2 separate regions of the Gossypium raimondii genome follow, and region 1 is linked to region 2. Evidence: chromatin contacts called from public Hi-C data. All regions are on one chromosome and are shown on one strand. The core of a region is the stretch at or near the end of the contact, and the rest is flanking DNA. Distances in the headings are between cores, read along the strand shown. Region 1 holds the start of LOC105794727. Region 2 holds the start of LOC105794770 (probable beta-D-xylosidase 2).

Evidence for each region. Hi-C and Micro-C count contacts between places; a contact is called where the count stands out from the background.
Region 1: a Hi-C map of leaf shows a contact between it and region 2, with 2.4 times the contacts expected there. The contact joins the promoter of LOC105794727 here to the promoter of LOC105794770 in region 2. A contact is called at or near these places in 2 of 2 Hi-C or Micro-C datasets (both in leaf).

The regions. Positions count from the first base shown.
Region 1 is chr7:34,065,519-34,071,998 of ASM2569854v1, reverse strand. It overlaps LOC105794727, which reads left to right and starts at 3,391. Exons shown (of 1, transcript XM_012624030.2): 1 at 3,391-4,225. The coding sequence starts at 3,427. The coding sequence ends at 4,014. LOC105794736 (probable protein disulfide-isomerase A6) reads right to left here. Exons shown (of 10, transcript XM_012624042.2): 8 at 6,249-6,405; 9 at 5,940-6,164; 10 at 5,523-5,833. The coding sequence ends at 5,768.
Region 2 is chr7:33,870,996-33,877,522 of ASM2569854v1, reverse strand. LOC105794770 (probable beta-D-xylosidase 2) reads right to left here and starts at 1,349. Exons shown (of 5, transcript XM_012624082.2): 1 at 841-1,349; 2 at 1-205. The coding sequence starts at 1,320.

The DNA of each region.
Region 1 (6,480 bases), core at 2,142-4,641, 190 kb before region 2:
AACAAACAAATCTTGAACACAACCAAACAGTAAGGAAAACACAAATCAAGCCTCTCCTTTCTCACTACCGAAACCTAGCTAATTTTGCCGAAATTGAAGTTTCGACATTCTAGCCTTGTTTTTAATCCTCAATTTTGATTTCAAACATCCCAAATATCATTTAATTTCATTGCTAAACCATTAATTTTACCTAATCCATGGTTATAAAATTTTCGAAAATTCAAGCTTTTAATAACATATAAAAGAGGAAAAGTGCTTGATTCTTAAAAATTAGATAAGCAGCTATCAAATTGAAGGGGAATACCTTCTACTTAGGTTAGAATGAATCAAAAATCACTTTGAAAACATGAGTTTACTCAAGATTTCGAGATTTGCCATTTTTGAATCCAAGCTTGCTTTAGAGACATTAAATCTAAATAATTCATACAATCGTTTAAGATTCAATTTGAATTAACAACACTCTTTATTTAATCCTAAAAAGTCAAAATATTACCTTAATTTGTTGAAAACGACGATCTACAACTCTAATTCAATATTTGAACACAAGAAGAACAATGACGAAATTGAGGATGAAAACATGATTTTCTTTGAAATTGGGGGTTATTTTGGTGTTTGGGAGGTTAATAAATCTGAAAGGATAAGTCAATTTTAAAAGAAACTTTTTGATTTAGGTTTAGGGAAAGTTTGAATGGGTTTAGGTTTTAAGATGGAAGAAGACTAATTTACCCTTTAAAAGACAAATTTCCATAAAATTGGGTGATTTACCCTTTTGGTCACTCTCTGTTTCTTCCCTTTTTCCAATTAGGTCCTAACTCAATTAAAACCCACTATTGTCAAATTAGACCTTGTAATTAAATTTCTTTTTAAGTCAATTAATAAAATAAAAACCCGTGTCATAACCTGATTCTACTAACCTAATTTTCAGGATGTGACATCGTCCAAGCTAAATTTACTTCATGTTCGGGCTAAACTTATACCAGACACATCAAGTTACTTATCTGAGCTAAACCTGTGTCATATAATACTCGAGGATCCGCAACGAATGTTGGATCTCGTTAAAGTCTATAATAATCTCTGTACAAGAGTGCATAAGACCTATTGGCATGCCAATCATATCCTAACCTTTTACTAAGTTCACATGGGCATCAATTTCACAATTTTCAATACCATCCCTGTAATCACTGACATCTACAAATCACACCTTGTAAAGGATCACATCTTTAATTTCCATATCATGTAATCGTCTATATTTTCACATTTGTACCTTGTATTACTACGTAATAGTCATTCATCACACAATGTTTCAATTCACTCCATTAGTATCCATATATGTCAATTTCACTAGTATTTCAACTATATTCAAACATATACATACATATATATTAAATTAAACACAATATTACATATAACATAAAGTGAGATAGTAAGTTTCATATGGACTTACTTGTTTAAAATGTGAAATGAGTGGATGCTTGAGGGCTAATCCATAATTTTAGTTTTTCCCTATTAGCCCCACATTGATCCAAATCTTGATCTATGTAATTATTTTCTATAACCAATCAATACCAAACATTTTCATACTATGCCATGATATGCATGATGCTATATAAATCTATTTTTGATTCCTCTCATATTTTACATTTTATTCAATTTAATCCCTAAACTCGGATAAACATAACTTTTAATTCCTAGTTTTGGATTAAATTTCAATTTCATATATTTTCATTAGGGACCATATACTTTCTATTTCTAACATAATTTTATGACAATTTTTATTTATTTAGTTTTTATTATATATAGTATATTTTTAGAATGTAACTATAAGAATTGTTTTGGAAGGGAAGAAATGAGGCAGCAAGGCCAGGTGCCAAGTGTGGCTTGCTCAACTGTTTGCAAACCTAATTTAGAGACTTGGAAATCTTGGAGCAATGCCTGCATCCTGCTACATATATGGACTATTCTAGTCCAACTTAGCTCTCCTGAATAACTAGGGTGTTGTTTTTAATTTTTTTTTAAAATTATTATAAATGTAAATATATAAAATTTTAAGGATGAGAATCAAATCTATTTTATGTAAATATTAAAATTTAAATGTATTAACTTTTTAAAAAAATTAACAAAACATGTGTACTTATAAACTAAATTTATTATTATACATATAAAAAATTACTCAAGATTCCATTAAAAGGTTGGAGCACTCAAGCAATTGAAATGGTTAAAATATTGAAATGATTACTAAACTACTATTTGCGTTCTATATTGGTAATTAAAATTTTAATTTTTCAATTTAAGTATTAAAATATCTAAAATTAAAATTTTTGTCACAAAATGATAAATATTGTAAAAAATATTATTAAACTATATCAACACTGCCAAATTTAAAGAAATTAATTTCAAATAATTTATGACTAAATAAAAGATTAAAATTGAATGACTCAATAATTTAATCACCATTAATTATTGGTAATAGTTTAATGAATTAAAATTTGCAATCTGTTTTCTTGAGAAAAGTAAACATTTTATTTCATTAATAAATTTGCAATCATTTGCTTCACTCTTTCCAACCAAAATATTTATTTCGTTATTGACTATAATACCCTTTCACATTAAACTCATATTTATTTCTCATTTTTCTTGTTATTGTAAAATTGAAATACTCCCTATTTTTTATTTATATTTCTTTGAAGAAAGTCAATATTTTGCCTATTCAAATATTTAGGGTTTGAAAAAAATTTAAAAATTCAATTCGTCTATTAAGTTGCAATTTCATTTCTGTATATTAATTAAGATCACTCTTAGCAACAAATTGTACATTAAAAATATGTTCCTACGATGAATTATAGTTGTATTCTTTCTAAATTGTACAAAACCATATGATTTGTAAATCTTCAGATAGTATGGACATTATATCTTTAGAGTTGTGTTTTAATGAATCTAGGTAACATGATCACACGTCTTCCAACAAAATCTTTGAGACAAAAATATTTCGATATTTCACAAATTTACAAATCAACTGTGCAATTGAAACATGCAACGTTATATCAACTTAAAACAACTGCAATTAACACCGTTTCAAATCAATTAAAAGGAGCCGCAATTTTCAGTTTTGTCATTTCCGAAAACATTTTGATCTGAGAGGGTTAGATTTGGAAGAAAAATAGGGGACAGCTAGATTTAGTAATCTTTAATGTGGCGTGAAACCGTGTTTTGCTACGAGGTTCCGCCGCCCATTCTGCACACTTGTCACCAATCACCTTGTTTTCGTCTCCCTCTGCCTTTCCGCGTACCAACCCCCCTAACGTAAATTGCATAACACGACACGTCCACATACTAATTAATCCCAATTATCATCCCCCATCTGCAAGTATAAATCTTATCATCTCTCATCTGCAACCAAATATCTTAGGCTTACTAACAAAGTTTAATATGGCGAAGAGGAAGGGTGATGTAGCTCAAAGAGCATGGAGTCTACTGCGTTTAGCATTATTATGGGCGAGAAAAGGTGGGGTGTTCAGGAGACGGCTGATGATGGAGCTACGATTGGTGCCTAAGTTCCTCAAGGGTCTTGCTCATCATCAAACTCATCGTCATCACCAACTGATGAGCCATTATAAGGAACGCCAGCTTTCATTCGACGAGACGCCCATTTTTCACGTCAAGATGCACCGTCCAGCCTCCATGCGATTCCTTCTTCCTTGCATTAGCACTGAGGAAGTCGATTTTGACTATGATTTCGGTCCCGATGATTACGATGGGGTTTACGGGTATGATGATGGTGGGAGAAAGAGTGACTCAACGGCATCTGATACTGACGAAGAGGATGGAGAAGTGGAAGAGTGTGGATATGAAGGATGTGATGAGAAAGAGAACAGTCCATATTATGCAGTGGAGGAAGAAGGGATTGATTCAAAGGCGGAGAAGTTCATAGCTAGCTTCTATGAGCAAATGAGGTTACAAAGACAGGTTTCATATTTGGAATATGGTGAAAAGCTTAGCACAGGCTCAAAAAGCTAGAATCTCCGCAAATATGTCAACTTCATCATATTGCATATCCTACAATATCTATACTTTTTTCTTCTTTTTAATTTTTTTATTATTTGAGTTACAGAGCGTTTTGTAAGAGATGATCAGACACACACTACAGCTTTTTTTCTTTTTTAACGAGGATTCGTGTGTTTATAGTTTCATCAATAAGATTTAAAGATTTACATTTTGAGTGCAATAAGTTGATGCTTTTGTATTCAATGGCAGACTTGGAGACTAAATTTTGGGTTAGTAAAATTTTCAAAGGAGTTTCATGCATTTTAAAAAAAAATTTGGGGTGTAATTAAAATTTTAAAATATTTTTACTCCCTGCCACCATTTATTACTGCCTTGTTTGTATTAATGCTATTTATAAATTGTCCACTCAATTGTCCTTTATAAATAGGAAAATTATTTTTAAATTTTACAAATAAATTTATTTTAAAAAGAGATATATGTTAATCTTTTAAATCTATTTATATATCGTCAGTGCCTATATATTTATAAGATTATTATCTTATACATGGCCAGTGAAATGAAAAACTCTACAAACAGATAAAATTATTATCCTATAATCTGTGTGAGTATTTGCGTGTAATTACTCAATGAAGTTAAAGGCAAGGCATTACAAAGCCGTAAAGTTGTTGGTATTTTAGGCTAAAATCAATCATTTACTATTTTTAAAATCTGAATTCACCTTTGAATTTTATATTTATTTATTATCTGAGTTTACTATATATTTAAATCTAATTAAAATATTCTTTGAATACATTAAATATTCATATTTAATATTTTAAACTAAAAATTTTTAAAAATAAAAGGGATAATGAATTAGGATATCAAATCTAAATCTATTATTCATAACAATTAAAGTCTATTATCCAAACAACCATTACCCACAAAACTAAAACAAATTGAATAATGAATATTCAAAGATCAATATCTGCATTCAACATTAAATATTCAGTAAAATGTAAGTAAGATACCCAAATTCTAACAGTTACTATAATAAAATGTAATTTCATCATTTGAATAGCCTCTTTATAAATTTTAAAAGGTTAAATCCAATTTTTTTATCATTTTTAGGGGGCTAAAGTACAATTTTATCTTTACTAATTTAAAATTTTAAAAAATTAAAAAGAGTTAATGAAAATATTTCTATTTTAAGAGAGGCTAGAGCACCTGCCAACCTCCCGGCTACCCCCTTGCGAACATGTGTTTCATCCACAATATAACGTGAACCATAAAAAGGTAAGCAGTCAAAAACCATATCTGAAGCCAAATGCAGCAAGAACTCAATTATGGGTAGCTAGACCAAGCATGTGAACTTTATTCAGATTCCTTCATCTTTGGTTATAGAGACGGTGGAGACTATATGAGGAAGCATGTGAACTTTACTTAGCTCCTTCTTAGTTATTCACATGGATGCAGCATGACGATGCTCCATGTTCTTCCACATATGTACAATAAAATTTACTTACATATCGTACAAGAACTAATATCAAAATTTAACCATTAAAATATGATTGAAAGGAGAATAAAGACTTGTTAGAACAGTCTCAGAATTACAACGATATGAAAACTTTGTTTGAAGAGGCAGTTGAAGCAACCTAAATCACGAGCTACGTCAAATCGGAGCTTCAGTTGCCTAACAACTAAAGTTGTAAGTTGCAAACATAATTCTGCTTAGCATTGGGAAAAGAGAGTTAAAAAAAATCCATGGAAATTCAGTGAGGTAAGAAGTTCAGGTAAACGTTGATAAGATATTCCTCTTCAGCGTGAATTCATCAGTTTTTGCTTGGCTTATTGACTGCACAGTAAAACCCAGAAAACGAATAAAAAATTCATGGCTTAATACCATCTCAAATGGCACAATAAGAAGAATTTTACTTATATTCAACAGCAAAGATTCTTACCTTGTCAAGAATGCGTTGCAGCCGTTCAATTTCCTCCTTGGGATAATCAGTACCTTTCTCCAAACAGCTTTTAGCAGCTTTCAAGTAGATCTTTCCATACCTGGCACTGGAACCCTTGAGCTTCTCAACTTCCTGTTCAAGCTTAGACAAGACTGTTTTCTTGTCGTCATTGCTAGCAGACACAAATTCCTTCACTAATGTGTCCAAGCTTGGCAAAATACCAGCCTATGCAGAAAGGAAGGGGAGAACGATTTTACCTCCTATAGAAAGACAAACATGATCATATAGCAGTATATGTACTATGCTAACCTTTGAAGTTAGCTGCCCTTTTGTATCACGACTGGTGCCACACTTCTCATTGATGAAACTAACAAAGTCATCCAATTCCCTTTCACCACGGTAGTCTTCTCCAGCTTTATTGCCCTTTGGGAACAATTTTAATGTTGGATATCCACTTACTCCATACCTGCACTTAAAGCAGAGAATTTCTAATCTTAACTCTCAAAGACACGAAGGGTTGGGCTTATTGGCTAAGTTATGC
Region 2 (6,527 bases), core at 100-2,599:
CCGCCACCTTTAACCGGTCACCATTATTTCCCTGTAAGCCCTTCACATAGCTGGCTGCATATGTACCAGCCAGCACCGGGTCTTCACCTGGAGTCTCCTGACCACGACCCCACCTTGGGTCCCTGAATATGTTTACATTTGGGCTCCAGTATGTTAGCCCAGCCGCTCCCCCATTGTACATCGCCCTTGCCTCATCTGACACAACCTGCGACATCGGTTCCCAAACTTCTTTTATTAAAAGTAAAAAATCTTAAAGAATACAACTTGCTTGAATGACAATGATTCTACGACAGCAAGTTGATTATATATTCTTTTTCATGCCTAATCTTGATATTCTCAAATTGATAACATAGAAACACTTCCCTACAATCACAATTGACAAATCTAATAATTTAATATCAAAACTAAAGCCATATATTTTAATAGCGCTACCCTAAAATTATTAAAAATTTGTAGGCATTGGCACACACATACAAGTTGCACACCATACATTCAAGGACCAACCAATGAAATTGTAAAGTTAAAAGGTCAAGTGAATTTAGCTTAAAATTTTTATAATGTATCAAATATAAATTTTTAATGGTATGTGTGGAAGGCTGATATGGTTTTGTATAGAAAGTTAAGATATGAGTGGAAACAGAAAATTATTGCATCCACTTCACACTTGACAGGAACAAAATTGTAAGTTAAATCTTTACGTAAAATAACAGAAAGAAAATATATCATGATAAAAAAAGCTGCGATTCTTAACATTATACCAATTTCTTTATGTTATTATAATAATAAACATTTACTTCAGTTTTAAGTTGGTGATAGGAAAAGAAAAAAGAAAAATGTTACCCGTCCGATGGCTTCCCATAATGTGGCATTGAAAGAAGCAGCGGTCGTGATTACTTGAGGGAAGCTGGTAGCCCCAGGGAAGGCTCCACCGAACTTGGTTCCAGGTCCCACATTGGAGACGCCATGAAGAGCTTCGGACCACCATTCGTACCCTTTGATCCCCAGCCGCGGAACTGCTGCGGCATTGTTCACCAGCAGCCTAACCTTCTCTTGCATTGTCAACCTTCCGAGAAGGTCCGTCACCCTGTTCGGTATCGGCATCGAGACCTTGCAAAACGGCAAGCTCGACGTCTTGGCATCTTTGGAGTCACAAGCGAATGGATCGCGGGCTTGGGCGAACGCACCCAAGAGGAGAAGGAAGAGAATGATGGTTTGAGGTAGTGAGGCCATGGTGGTGGTGGCAATTCCCGTTTTCATTTGAGAAACGGACCAATGTGGATATTTGTAATGGTACTGAAAAAGAAGAAGAATGTATGGCATTTATATAGGTGAAGTTTGTGCCAAGAATGGAAATGGTGATGCACTGAAACTAACTTTGATCATTACATGTCCACATTAATTGTTTGTTAACTGCTTAAAGTAAAGCATATTTTCTTCTCTAGCAGATTTTTATTATAAAAATAAAAAAAAGAGGTGTGGTGGGAGATTAAAGTGGTTGATCATAGGTTAAATAATTTAATTGTGAGTTGAATATTGATTTGGTGAAATGTTTGAAAGAGGGTGGGTTTCCAACGAGTTAGGTCCCATATGAGGGAATTATAAGTGTAATCAGGTGAGGTAGATCATCTGATTGACTTATAATGCCCTTCACATATACTAGTAGAACAAGATTTCTAATGTAGAAAACAAAAATATCATGTCATCACCAAGCTGGAAACCATGTCTATGCGGTGGGTCTTGATATAAAGTCAACATTTTTTTCATTATATTTAATTGATCTCCAAGAGAAAATGTAAGATTTGGCATTTTAGCCTAGTGAGAGAGTTTGTTTGACAGATTAGTTAACAAGTGATAATGTGAGTTGGGATCGAATAGCTTGGCTTTGAAGAGAGGTGAGATGGTGCATTGTTGTTTACCATTGGGAACAAACAACATTACCTCTTTTAAAATAAAAATAAAAATGTTTTTGGAGAAATCCAAACACTCATATGTTACAAGTAACGTTTTTGATATATTAAACTCTGAATATTCAATTTTAATATCTTTTAAAATAGTTCTACCTAACAACATAGTTAAAATTTTAAATTAAATATTTTATAACATATGCCAAATTAAAATAAATGAGAGAATAATTAATTAATTTTTTAAAAATATTTTTTCCCTTCTAATTAATTGTGATACCACTTACTCCTCTTTATTAAAATATAAGAATTTTCATAAATAAGTTAAAAATAAAATTATATAAATTTATTTGATTGAAAAAACATAAACTTAAATAAAGTATAACAATTTAAAGGATATAAACTTTATCTTTGAATTTATTACGAAAATGGTATGTTTTTGTTGAGTGATTTTCAGAGTGTATCCTTTAAAAGGGTTAAATTGTGTATTTATATGATATGGTTACTGTTCATGGACGTGACGTTATAGATGATGATGCAAACCCACATCGTGCGGTCTCATAAAGTATGTGAACACCTGACGTGCGAACCACGTAAAGTACGGGTCAGGACCCAATCGGGTAATCGGGTAAGGGGTTGGTAATAGCAAGTACTGTCGAAACCACTTTTTTGTAATGTTTGAAAATGGGAATCGACTTTTAAAAATGAAAATGGAGTCGCCACCGATCTTTTATTAAGGTGTGGTCGGTTCACCATTAAAAATAAGTTTTAGGTCTGCGAAATTTGAGAAAACAGGTTCGGGAGTCGGTTACGCACGAGGAAGGGTTAGCACCCTCGTAACGCCCAAAATGGTACCGAATCGATTGTTTAATGTCTTAATGTCGAAATTTTGAAAAGATTTTAAAATACGGTCCTTTGAAAAGAAAACTTGAGTAAGATGATTTGGACGATGAGATTCACTTATTTCGAAGAAATAAATCGTCACACTCAGTAAGTTAGAGTGCGACATTTTAAATCCTCAAAATTAAGTTTATCTCTTGACTTTTAAAACCTATGCATTTTGAGAAGGATATCCGATTATTTGGGTTAAATGAGAAAATCAAGACCCAGTAAATTAGGGCTCGGTTTCACAAAATCCCTAAATATCGAATATTGCCTTATTTTTATTTGTTAGAAAAATCCTCATCTCGAGAAAACAATATGCCATATCCAATGCGTTAGGACACAACGTATCGAATTCCCGAGAATGGGCTTTTATTTATGTGTTTTGATTAAAGAAAATTTGATTATTTAGATTCAACGAGAAAAATTAGAACCCAATACGTTAGGGCTCAATTCTCTCGGGGATTCCAAATATCGGGTATTACGTTGTTTTGAAAGCTTTTTGAATAAAAGTGTTTTTTATATTTAAGTCATATAAAACGTAACCTTTTAAGCAAATATAATGCAATAAAATGTTGATATACAATGTGAAATGATAATTCGTAAGCCCAAAATGTACATTAATGAATACAAACAATCAATTGATACAAACAATCAATCTCAGATACATAAGAGCAATGGTTGCATGTAAATATTAACATTTAAAAGCTAATGAATTTAAAATCAATAATAGACATATATTAATTTAAATAAGTAACATATGTATAAAATGAAAAGTTTAATAATAATACAAATAATACTATATAACAATATGAAAATTTAATAATATATAAAGATAATATTTAAATAAAGTATACGAAGTAGGGTATTTAAAAAGAAATAATTTGTATATAAAAAATGGTTTAAAAAAATATAAGCATATGTAAAAACTTGAGGTTAATAATTATAATAATGTGAAACCAATAATATATAAAATAAAATAATTTAACATAAAGTATGTGTATGTATATACATATATATAATACTATTGTACAAGAATATTTTCATGCAAATCCTTTAAAACATAAAAGAGAGATAAAAAAAACATTATAAAACTAAGAATGAATATACACAAACTATATTGAATTTACCTAAAATATGTGACAAGTTTAAATAAATAATAAACCCGTTTAGTTAGTAAAAAAAATAGATTAATTTAGAAATAAAACCAAATCCTAGAGGCGAATTTGAAATAAATAAACAAACGACTGAATTGAACAACGCTAAACATTAAAGGGACCATTGCTGCAATTAAACACGCAAACTCAACATTTAAATCCAAACAACAAAAACGACGTCGCACAACTATGGATCAAATTAAAATCAAAATAAAAAAAGCAATTCAAATTAAAAGGATTGAAGAAAATCCAATCGAAACACCCCAAAACAAGAGGGACTCGTCGTGCAAATAGACCAAACGCCCAAAGTACGTGGATCCTTCCCTCGGGTCGGGTCACCGCACGGGTCATGGTCACTGGACAGCCCAAACGGTGCTGTTTCGAAGCCATGGGAACCAGCCTCGAACGGCATCATTTTATACGCCCACTTAAACGCCTTAAAACCTGAAGCAGAATGCTTCAACCCTAAGTTCGGACCAGAGGGAGGCCGCCCCTACCCTCTCTACTACTAGGATTTCAACCCTAGTTTCGCACCGCCAAAAGCTCCGCCAATATCCGGCCTCACAGCTTTAGCCCGAGCTTCGATTGCAACGAAGCGAGCAAGGTTTCAATCGGCGCTACGCTAAGGTGGGTCATTTCCCTTTTTCTCTCTATTTACAAAAATCAATAGTAATAAACATGCATCGATGGAACAGAGAAGAAAAAAAGCAGAAAAACCTTCAAGAAACTTTGATCTTTTTGTATTGATTCGCTGAATATTTTCTGATTTTTTCGTTCAATATCCCCCATTCCCCCGCGTATAGTGTATTCTTGGCTTTTTATAGCCTGAAAATAAAATGAATTACTAAAAGAAAAAAATGCCTTTCTCTCTTTTTCTTCTCTTCTTTTTACTATTGATTTCTCGTGTGTATTTTCTGCTGTCTCTGCTTTTGTTCGTTTGTTTGTCCTTTGCAGGTACGGCGTGTAGGAGGGCCAACTGGTGTGTACGGAGGCGTGTGGCGTGGCTCGGCTCGGAGGCGTGGCTGCGGCGCTGAAAGTTCTAAAAACCCTTAGGGCTTCTGAAACTGTAAAAAACCTGGGCCGTTTGGCCTTGACGCATTCGGGTTAGGGTCTAGGCAAATTGGGTTCGAATTTTAATGGGCCTAGTGTGTTTGGGTTTAGTGGCTATTTGGGCCTGTTGTAAATTGGACATGTTTATTGGACTTTTAATTTTGTTTTTGTATTGGTTTTATTTATTTATCGGGCCCGGCCAAATTGGGCCTATTACAAGTACCATAACAATTTTCCGTGCGGTCTCATAAAGTATGTGAACACCTGACATGTGAACCATGTAAAGAACGGGTCAGAACCCAATCGGGTAATCGGGTAACGGGTCGGTACTAGCAAGTACCATAACAATTTGTCCTCCACCTAATTCAAAGAAGAGTAACAAAGTGGCTCTTCGGAGAACTTGACTTCGCGATGTGAGAGATTACTAAATGAGAAGTTTATTGCGTATGCTTTTTACTTTAGAGTGTCACATACACTTCACCACGTGTTAGGGAATGGTACAGTTGTATACAGCTGATTGTGCCTTCATTCTCGGATACTTGAATCGTTAAAGTGGAAAATTCTTTTAAAATGAGGTTACCTACACCCTAAAAGTCAAACCGTTTGAGCTTGAATTTTTTTAGAATGAGCTATTATTGGGGAGAATAATCATGTTTTAAAGGTAACTTTCTTAAAATTTTCCAATTATTTTTGTAGTTTTTTTCCGGGTTTATTTGGGTATTGTGGTTAGGGCGAAGGGAAGTCGTCGTGTTATTCAAGAAATCTGTGGTGGTCCGGGGAATGAACCTTCACAATATCGTCAGATAATTGCTTCGGTGGAAGCGAAAACCTATGTTTATACCACCAAAGAGAAAGAAATGAGTCATCATTTGGCTGCTCGGGGAATCCAAATATCGAACTTTGCCTACAACTTCTCAATCGCCGAAGGGTTGAACCGATTAAGTGACACTACCGATGGAAGATTTCTACTTCCTTTGCACGTGCTAGAAACAAGTTTTCATCTGACCACTCCACCAATTCTTTTGCCATCTTCTTGATGAATAAAAGATAGCTCTGGGGCAATTATCTATTTTTTCGTGGTGGGTCACAGTGGCCAATTTCCTCGAATGTAGTCGACGAGAGGAGATGCCTTTGATCGATGTTTTCTAGAATCTGTATCAACTCAAAGCGTGCAATCGAGGAGGTTCGATGAGCTTATTTTAGTTTTCTCCTCGTGAAGGAGTGATAAATACATACGAGTCAGATACAAGTTTGGAACTGGTTTTGATTTTCCAACCAAATGGTTGATACCTAGTAAGAATATATGCTTGGGAAAAAGAGATATTATATGTGAAGCGATGTGGGCTCAATGTTGGGAAGTGTGCCCATATTGTAGTAAACATGTAACTATTTTCTATGTATTTGAACGATGAATAAATAAATTACACATTTCACTGTTATATCTTTTGTATTTTTGTCTTTCATATTTTGCATGCAAAGCGAAATTTTGACAAGCAAAATATTAATTCATTGGTTGTCTAAGTTCAAACTGATGATA